2 separate regions of the Mus musculus genome follow, and region 1 is linked to region 2. Evidence: chromatin contacts called from public Hi-C data. All regions are on one chromosome and are shown on one strand. Each heading gives the region's core, a stretch centred on a gene start, on an enhancer-like site or on the middle of the called end of the contact. The rest is flanking DNA. Distances are from core to core; before and after follow the strand shown.

Region 1 (3,563 bases), core at 1,055-3,554, 510 kb before region 2:
AGAGCAGATACTCTGAAATCTGGGAACCATAATAAATCCTGTCTCTTTTGAAGCCATTTACTTCATTTGTGACAGCTTTGTAGACCACATTTCTCATAAATTCACCAGGCTTATTCCTATTTCAGAATCCACTGTGCTTTCTGATCCTCAGCCCTCTTTTGCACCATGGTTCACCTCTCTGGCACTCAGGTTTAGCTCAAGAACTCATTTTCAGGAATCATCCAGTCTGAAGTCTCCTCAGACTCTTGATTTACAAGCATCCCTGCCTGTCCCGGTCTCCGCAGTCTCCGGCCTGCGGCATCATGAACGACATAGACACCAAGTCGGGTTCACGCAGCAAATTTACTTCGGGCTTTTTCTTTTACAGCTCTCTTCCCCAGCAGTTTCTTCTTAGGGCAAGGGCTAAACTACTCCTATTATAACAGCTTCTCTTACTCTACTTCTACTCACGGCAAGGGCTAAAACTACTCTTATTCTACTTCTGGCTTCTACCTAGGGCAAGGGCTAAACAACAACTCACTACTAGAGCTGACTCACCTCTTTCTAGCTCCACCCCTCCTCATCCAATCAGAATTCACACACGCTCCAGGCACGTGCTCAGGTCGTTCACAGATAGCAAGGCAGTAAACAAGTGGGTTTCACCGGGCCTGCTGACGCACCCCCCCCCACCCCCCCACCCCCCACCCCCCACCCCCCCCCCCCCCGCTTCCCGCACCTGCCCTGTTTCATTTCCCTTTCACTACTTAAGCCTCTACAGTATATAACTTCTTCCATTTTAGTTAAGTTTTCAGGTTAGTATCCAAAAGAATGAGTCTTATGAATCCATTTTCATACTTCTATCATTATCCTTCTGTCCTTCCATCATGACCTCACCTTCCCTACTGTTGTGTTTTATAGAAGAGAGAGAGAGAGAGAGAGAGAGAGAGAGAGAGAGAGAGAGAAGAAAAAAAAAGGGAAAAAGAAAAGAGAAAAAAGAAAAAAAGAGGAGGCCAGGATATGTTTCACAGAGAGTTGGGTATGGTGAGGTGGGAGGAGTGGCCCAGCAAGCCCAGCTGAGGCATCCCTTTCCCCTGAGGTATCAGCCATATGATGGATATAGTATGGAATAGAGTTTATTTAGTGTGTGGGAAGATAGTAGAGATAGGGGAGAGGAGAGGCTGGCCAGGAACATGTAGTGAGACAGGGGTGAGTGAGAAGAGGTCAGATTGAATAAGAGGGCAAGGAAGGGGCAAACAGCCCCTTTTATAATAAGCCAGGACTACCTGGCTGTTGTCAAGTAACTGTGGGGCAGTGCCTAGAAGGAATTCTAACCTGTGAAATTCTATTTTATTTTAATCATTGGCCACCAAATTAGATATGAGTGGTAAAACATCAGGGATTTTTGTTGGCAGCTGTTTCCCTAACATCTGACAGTATTCAGCATGATAGACATATAATAAATATTTGTTTTATTAATCTCAGCATTGTGAGCCCATAATTTAGCTTCTTTGACAAAAGAAGCTTTAGTTTTTTAAAGTGGATTTATCCAAATATTAATTGTTTTCAGTTATATTTAAACCAAAAAAGATTTATGTCCACTGTAGTGCTACCCCTGTTTCAACCATAAGACATATTTACATTAAACCCTTAATTTAGGACTTAAATGTATCCAACAGACAGAGACTGAATCTACACACGGAATAATTCTCCTTATGAACATTTTAGGGCCAACAAGATGCCTCAGCAGATAAAGGGGCTTGCCTCATAAGCCTGATGGCTTGAGTTTTATCACCAGATCCCACAGTAGAAGGGAAGAATCAACTCCTGAGAGTTAACTCTGACTTCTTTACATGTGCCATGGCAGGAATGTTCCTCCACCCCCCCCCCCCAATAATAATGGTAATAGTAATAATTTTAAAAGAAAACTTTAGGCATTTGATTTGTTTCCACAGTTGTTAACAAACTTTGTTTTTTTTTTTGGGGGGGGGGGGTGTCGTTTCAAGACAGGGTTTCTCTGTGTATCCTTGGCTGTCCTGGAACTCACTCTGTAGACCAGGCTGGCCTTGAACTCAGAAACGCACCGTGGTGGTGGCGGCAGTGGCGCATGCCTTTGATCCCAGCACTTGGGAGGCAGAGGCAGGTGGATTTCTGAGTACAAACATTTAATTTAATAGAATTAAAGAATCTTGCCTGCACCAAAGAAAAAGGCTGTGTCTTAGTGGGATGTTTCTTTCCGGTTTTGGAAAGGAATCCCTGCCAGCAACTCTTTGTCATGGTGACGCTGTGTTCTCGGTCAGAAGGTAGGATCTGGTTTCCTGTGTTTTCTAGGCTTTGGAGATCTGTTTAAGATCTGTGTTTTGGGAGGGAGCATTTCCATGGTTACACTTTTCCCTTCCTTCACCCTTGAAAAACAAGAGCTAGTGGAATGCCCCAGTTCCCAAATCACCACACAGATGTCTTTCTATCGGCCCACACATGAAATTTTGGGCCAAGTTCTATTTCCACGAGTTTATTCCCTCCAATGTTTCTTTGAAATGAAGCAAGGCTTAGATTGGCAAATTAAACAGGGAATGGTCTATATTATATAAATAACCTGAACTCATGTAGAATGGATTTAGAGGTATGGAATATGAAGGGAGAGATTGTTTGGGGGACAGAAATAAATTATAGCTCCAGGCAGCAAACATAAATGTGTGGAGAATTGTGTATTCAGAAGAACTATATTGTGTTTAAAAATAGTGTTCAGTATTTTAAATGTAAAGTTTCATGTTAGACTGTTAAAATAAGCGTGTACACTTTTACTTGGATGAACCACTAAAACTCATGAATTAATGTCAAAGTATATATACAAGTAAGAGATAACAAATATTTGCATGGAAAGGAGTGACCAAAGAAATAATTTTTAAAAATTAGCTTTAGAGATATCTATCTATCTATCTATCTATCTATCTATCTATCTATCTATCTATCTATTTCTCAAAGCAATAATAAGTAGGAGAAAAATGGCATCTGTGTAGCCCTGGCTGCCTGGAATGCACAGAGCGACCTGCCTCAGACTCCTGAGTGTTGGAATTAAAGGCATGCACCTTTATGCCCAACCTTGGCTTATGCTTTGAGGGAATATGGTCCATTCCCCCAATGAACTGGGAGGAGAGGCAGGAGGGCAAACTGTGATGGTGGTATAAAGTAAATAAATTAGTTAACTAAAAAAATGAATTAGGTCATGTTGCATAGAACTAGTTTTTCCTAATGTATCAAGAGTTTTAAGATTGGGGCTGTCTGCATCTATGAAACTGAAAGATCCTATTCATTGGCTCATAAAATTCTCACTGGTCTTTTCATTTAAAAAATGTTTTTCCTTGCTGAGTTTGTTGAAGTGAAATTCATGCCTAATTAAAATGATGCTATTATACTTTTCAAAGGATCCTAATTAAGGATCTTATGTTCCCGAAAGGATCAATATGACAAATGACTAGCAAGCTGCTGCTGTCAACACTGTAGAATCATAAACGCAGCCAGTGAATCGCGAGGGTAAATATTTTTGAAGTCCAAATATCTACACATAACTTTCCTTCTAAATACCT
Region 2 (3,970 bases), core at 751-3,250:
GCTCACTTCATCTCAGCCCTGGAGGAAAGAATTGAATGACTGTGGATCTGAAAGCAACCCCCTCCAAAGTTCCCCATGATTCTTCTCCCAATTAGATGAGCCATTGCTAAGATCAATGGCTGTGTTTTGCAGTGACTTACAAAGTTTCAGCTAGGTTCCTAGTGAGCAGCTGAGCAAAGGAGTCAGACCCAGACACGGAGCAGGCTTCCTTTGAAAGAACCAACACGGAAGGGGAATGAGAGAAAGCCTGGCTTGTTACATTTCAGTCAGATAAGAAAATGTAGGTTGTGTGCAGAGGGTGGAGTCAGTAATAAATATCTAACATTCATTCATTGAATGCTGACTCTGTTCTGTTGGGGTGTGGGGTGAGCGCGTCCCAAGGATTAGCTCTTCAAGTGATGAGGGGAAGAAAAGTTAAACTAACCAATAAAGTGAAATTAGGAGAAGAAGGTGGAGGAAGAGGGTAGAGGGGGAAGGGGAGGGGGAGGAAGAGAAGGAGGAAGAGAAGATCACATGTATTGGCAGGTTGCACTGTCACTCCTGATTTTGAAAATAATACTTTATTAGATTATAATCATTATACTGCATGATGGGTTTCATAATGACATTCTCACTCAAGTATGTCATTAAATGTGCTTAAATTTCCAGACTGGGTTTCCCAGACCTTTAGTGTCTTCTGCAGCCTGTGTCTCTTCCGTCTATTGTTATCTAATCTCCCCTTCCCAGCCACTCAGGAAAATTCACAGTTGGGTTCCCCAAAGTCCAGCTCTCTGGCAGTCTTCAGAAATAGTTCTCTCCACGTGTCAGAATTTCAGCAGTAAGTACATGTTGACTGGAACATTGAGCTGCATGCTTAAAAAAAAAAAGTCTCCCACTAAATTATACAACATGCAGCTGAGAAAATAACGGAGATGCTTAAAGAACGCATTCCATACATGTACTCGCAGGATATGCTTTTGGGAAAAGAACGCGAGCTTCCTTCCCCTGTGCTAAATAAGACTAGAGATAGATTGCTCCATTTAAGATTTCCATTAATTCCATTAATAAACTTCTCAGAATATGAAATGTCTCGAGAATGTAGTGAGGCTAAGATGAAAGCCGCATAATTCTCACTGGTGTCAGGCCTGGCACGCAGGAGAAGATATGCTAATGCGGCCGTTTGCCGCAGGGCTGGTGTTATTTATATAGTGCTAGCTGGGCAAGGCTGGCTCTGGAGTCTGGAGTGCCAAGAGCATTTGGATCTCCTGTGAGGTGTAGATGTGTGCGCGCCTGTGCGCAGAGCATAGGAATTGTGATTCCGAGACCTTGGGGAGGGGGTGGGGCAGGCCGCCCTCATTCACGTTTGTATCGAGTGTGTGGCTTCTGTTGAAGGTCTAGCCTTCTAGAGTTGTGTTTATTTGACATTCATTCTGGAGCACAGAAAGAAATGGCGATTTGGGGCGGGTGCTGCAGTAGGTCGTGTGTGACCCAGCGTTGTAAGGGGCTGTCATCCTAAAATTGGCAAACATGCCTCCTTGCCCCAGCTCCGTGACCATAAAAAGCTGCCTTATTTGAGTCTGGAAGAAGAACAGAAGGTTGTTCTGGAAGACAGGCAACCCTTGGGCTCAAGACCAGGAGTGGGGTGCCAGCCGCCAGGCACCTCGGAAACGAACAGAGGTCACGGAGAGCCGGTGTGCCCGGGGCGAGGTCCCTTGCGGCTGTGGGACTTGAGACTGGCAGACGACACTGTCCTCTCACTCCCAGCCAGTGCAGACTCCTTGGTGACCCCCGTCCCCCGCGCCCAGAGACCACCAGGGATCTTGCAGCGGCCCGGGTGTCCCTCTCCCCGCCCCTGCGTCTGTCCGGGCGGTGGCGACACGGCCCGGCTGGAGGGGGCGCTCGTGCGCAGGAGCGGCGCAGCAGGTGCCGCGGTTACCTCCACCTCGGCGGGGGGAGAGGGGGCGGGCCGGGGCGGGAGGCGGAGGCCGGCTCGGTGAGCCGAGAGCGCGGCCGGCTCCGCAGGCTGGCTGCGAGCTTGCGGCTTCCGGGAGCGCCCGAAGTCCGTGGAGGATCTCCCAACCCGCGGCCGCCGGCGGCCCCAGCACAACGCGCACCGGTGCCCGCAGGGCCCCGAGTCGCGACAAGGGCGCGGGTCCGGCTCCTCCTCCTCCCCGGCCGGCGCGCATCAGCGGAGAGCCTCGTAGCTAGGCGGGCGCCCGGGCCGCGGCGCGGATGAGCCGCGGCGGCTGAGGACTCGAACGGTTTCTGCCCGGCGCCCAGGGCACGGGGGTGCGCGGGTGACATGGGGGTGGCCTGACTCGCCGGGCCCGGAGCACTCTCTCCGGCCGCGGGCCCTCCTCCTCGGCGGCGGCGCTGTGCCCGGGCGCCCGCCGAGCTCCGCCGCGCTCTATGCGCCTCTGCGGGAGCCGCGGGCCCTGGCCATGGCGATAGACCGGCGGCGTGAGGCGGCGGGTAGTGGTGCCGGGCGGCAGCCGGCCCCGGCGGAGGAGAACGGCTCCCTGCCGCCCGGGGACGCGGCGGCCTCGGCGCCCCTCGGAGGGCGCGCGGGCTCCGGCAGCAGCGCGGAGATCCAGCCACTGCCTGCGCTGCACCCCAGCGGCGGCCCGCACTCGAGCTGCTGCGCGGCGACAGCCGCCCCGAGCCTCCTGTTGCTGGACTACGATGGCTCCGTGCTGCCCTTCCTCGGGGGCCTGGGCGGCGGCTACCAGAAGACCCTGGTGGTGCTCACCTGGATCCCGGCACTGTTCATTGGCTTCAGCCAGTTCTCGGACTCCTTCCTTCTGGACCAGCCCGATTTCTGGTGCCGCGGGGCCGGCAAAGGCACCGAGCTGGCGGGTGCCACTGTCACCGGCCGATGGGGTGACATGGGCAATTGGACCAGCCCCTCGGCCACCCCCTTCTCCACTGCCTCCTGGGGGACCACGAGCAACCGAAGCAACAGCAGCGACACACCACCCCTCCCATCCCCTCCAGGCAAGGGGAACAACGACTCAAATTGCGACTGCCACGCGTGGGACTACGGCATCCGCACTGGTCTCATCCAAAACGTGGTCAGCAAGGTAAGGGCCACGACCGCCGCGTCCCCGCGTTCTTCTTGTGAACCTTTTTCTTCTGACCTCGGTCGCCTCTGCTCTGTGCTCCATCTCTCATTCTCTGCAGACTTAGGTCCAAACCTACCCAGTTGAGGAACCCAAAATGTTAGCCTGTGTACGCACAACCCCGCATTGACTGGGCTCCCGGCTGTCCCTCAAAGGAGATGCTCTTACTTGGATGTGAAGCCAAGGCTTTTTTGCCGCCCTCTGCGGTGCCCGTGACGCTGCATCCGCTTCAAAGAGACCGACTTAGCCTTTTCTAATATCCACACAAACTCCTGTCCCAGTGCACATATGGAAAGGGCTCCCCTCCCCCGAAAGGTTCAAATCCTCTCCTCTATCTAGCTAAGGTGTCAGACTCACTGATGGCTCAGCAGGGGCCCTGGAAGACTCAATCCCTCTTCTAGGGCTTCTCCTTGGAGCCAGGACATAGCCATGTTCTTTCTGCAGGCTGCCTGTCCCTGTGTCTCCCACTAAGAACTAACTATCCAAGAGAAATAGTGTTCTACTCTCAGATATTCTTTCTAGCAGATGTCAGCCTCCCCACACGTGCCTTGAACAGATTAAAGCCAATTGAATCCAAGTTATAGACAAAGAAGCAGAGCCCTTTAAAAAGTTCCCTGGCCAACCCACCCCCACCCCAACCATGAGTTGTCCTTCCCAGAGATCTGACTGTAGACTTTAATGTGTTCCCTCAAATACTTTCTCAGGACTTCAGTAAATAGTCCCATAGCATAGGAAGGTGGGAAGTTTGCAGGGTGTCATCGCTGCTCCTGTACAGCACCTGCTCTGGTCTCAGGCATTGAGACCTGGTGAACTGGTCCCAGTTCGCACTTTGTCCTCCCTGTCCCTTGCAAAGGTCTTGCATTCTGTGTGGT

Evidence for each region. A called contact is a pair of places that touch in the nucleus more often than the background predicts.
Region 1: a contact with region 2 is called in a Hi-C map of cortical neurons, with 4 times the contacts expected there. The contact joins the enhancer-like site here to the promoter of Slc22a23 in region 2. A contact is called at or near these places in 10 of 39 promoter capture datasets (the 3T3-L1 cell line, 3T3-L1-derived adipocytes, cranial neural crest and 5 more), 21 of 484 Hi-C or Micro-C datasets (the AML12 cell line, LSK cells, the N1E-115 cell line and 11 more), 11 of 115 datasets of contacts at active chromatin or transcription factors (SST interneurons, VIP interneurons, astrocytes and 8 more) and 2 of 9 other capture datasets (adipose tissue and liver).

The regions. Positions count from the first base shown.
Region 1 is chr13:34,858,377-34,861,939 of GRCm38.p6, reverse strand. No RefSeq gene overlaps it. Among named protein-coding and RNA genes, the nearest start is that of Gm36839, 15 kb to the left of the region's middle. Within about 2 kb of position 2,304, at least 12 of the 459 cell types and tissues checked have an H3K27ac peak or open chromatin away from gene starts, as enhancers often do. A contact at or near this core is called in VIP interneurons, cortical neurons and ventral hippocampal neurons, where this site is marked.
Region 2 is chr13:34,343,248-34,347,217 of GRCm38.p6, reverse strand. Slc22a23 (solute carrier family 22, member 23) reads left to right here and starts at 2,000. Exons shown (of 10, transcript NM_001382849.1): 1 at 2,000-3,059. The coding sequence starts at 2,421.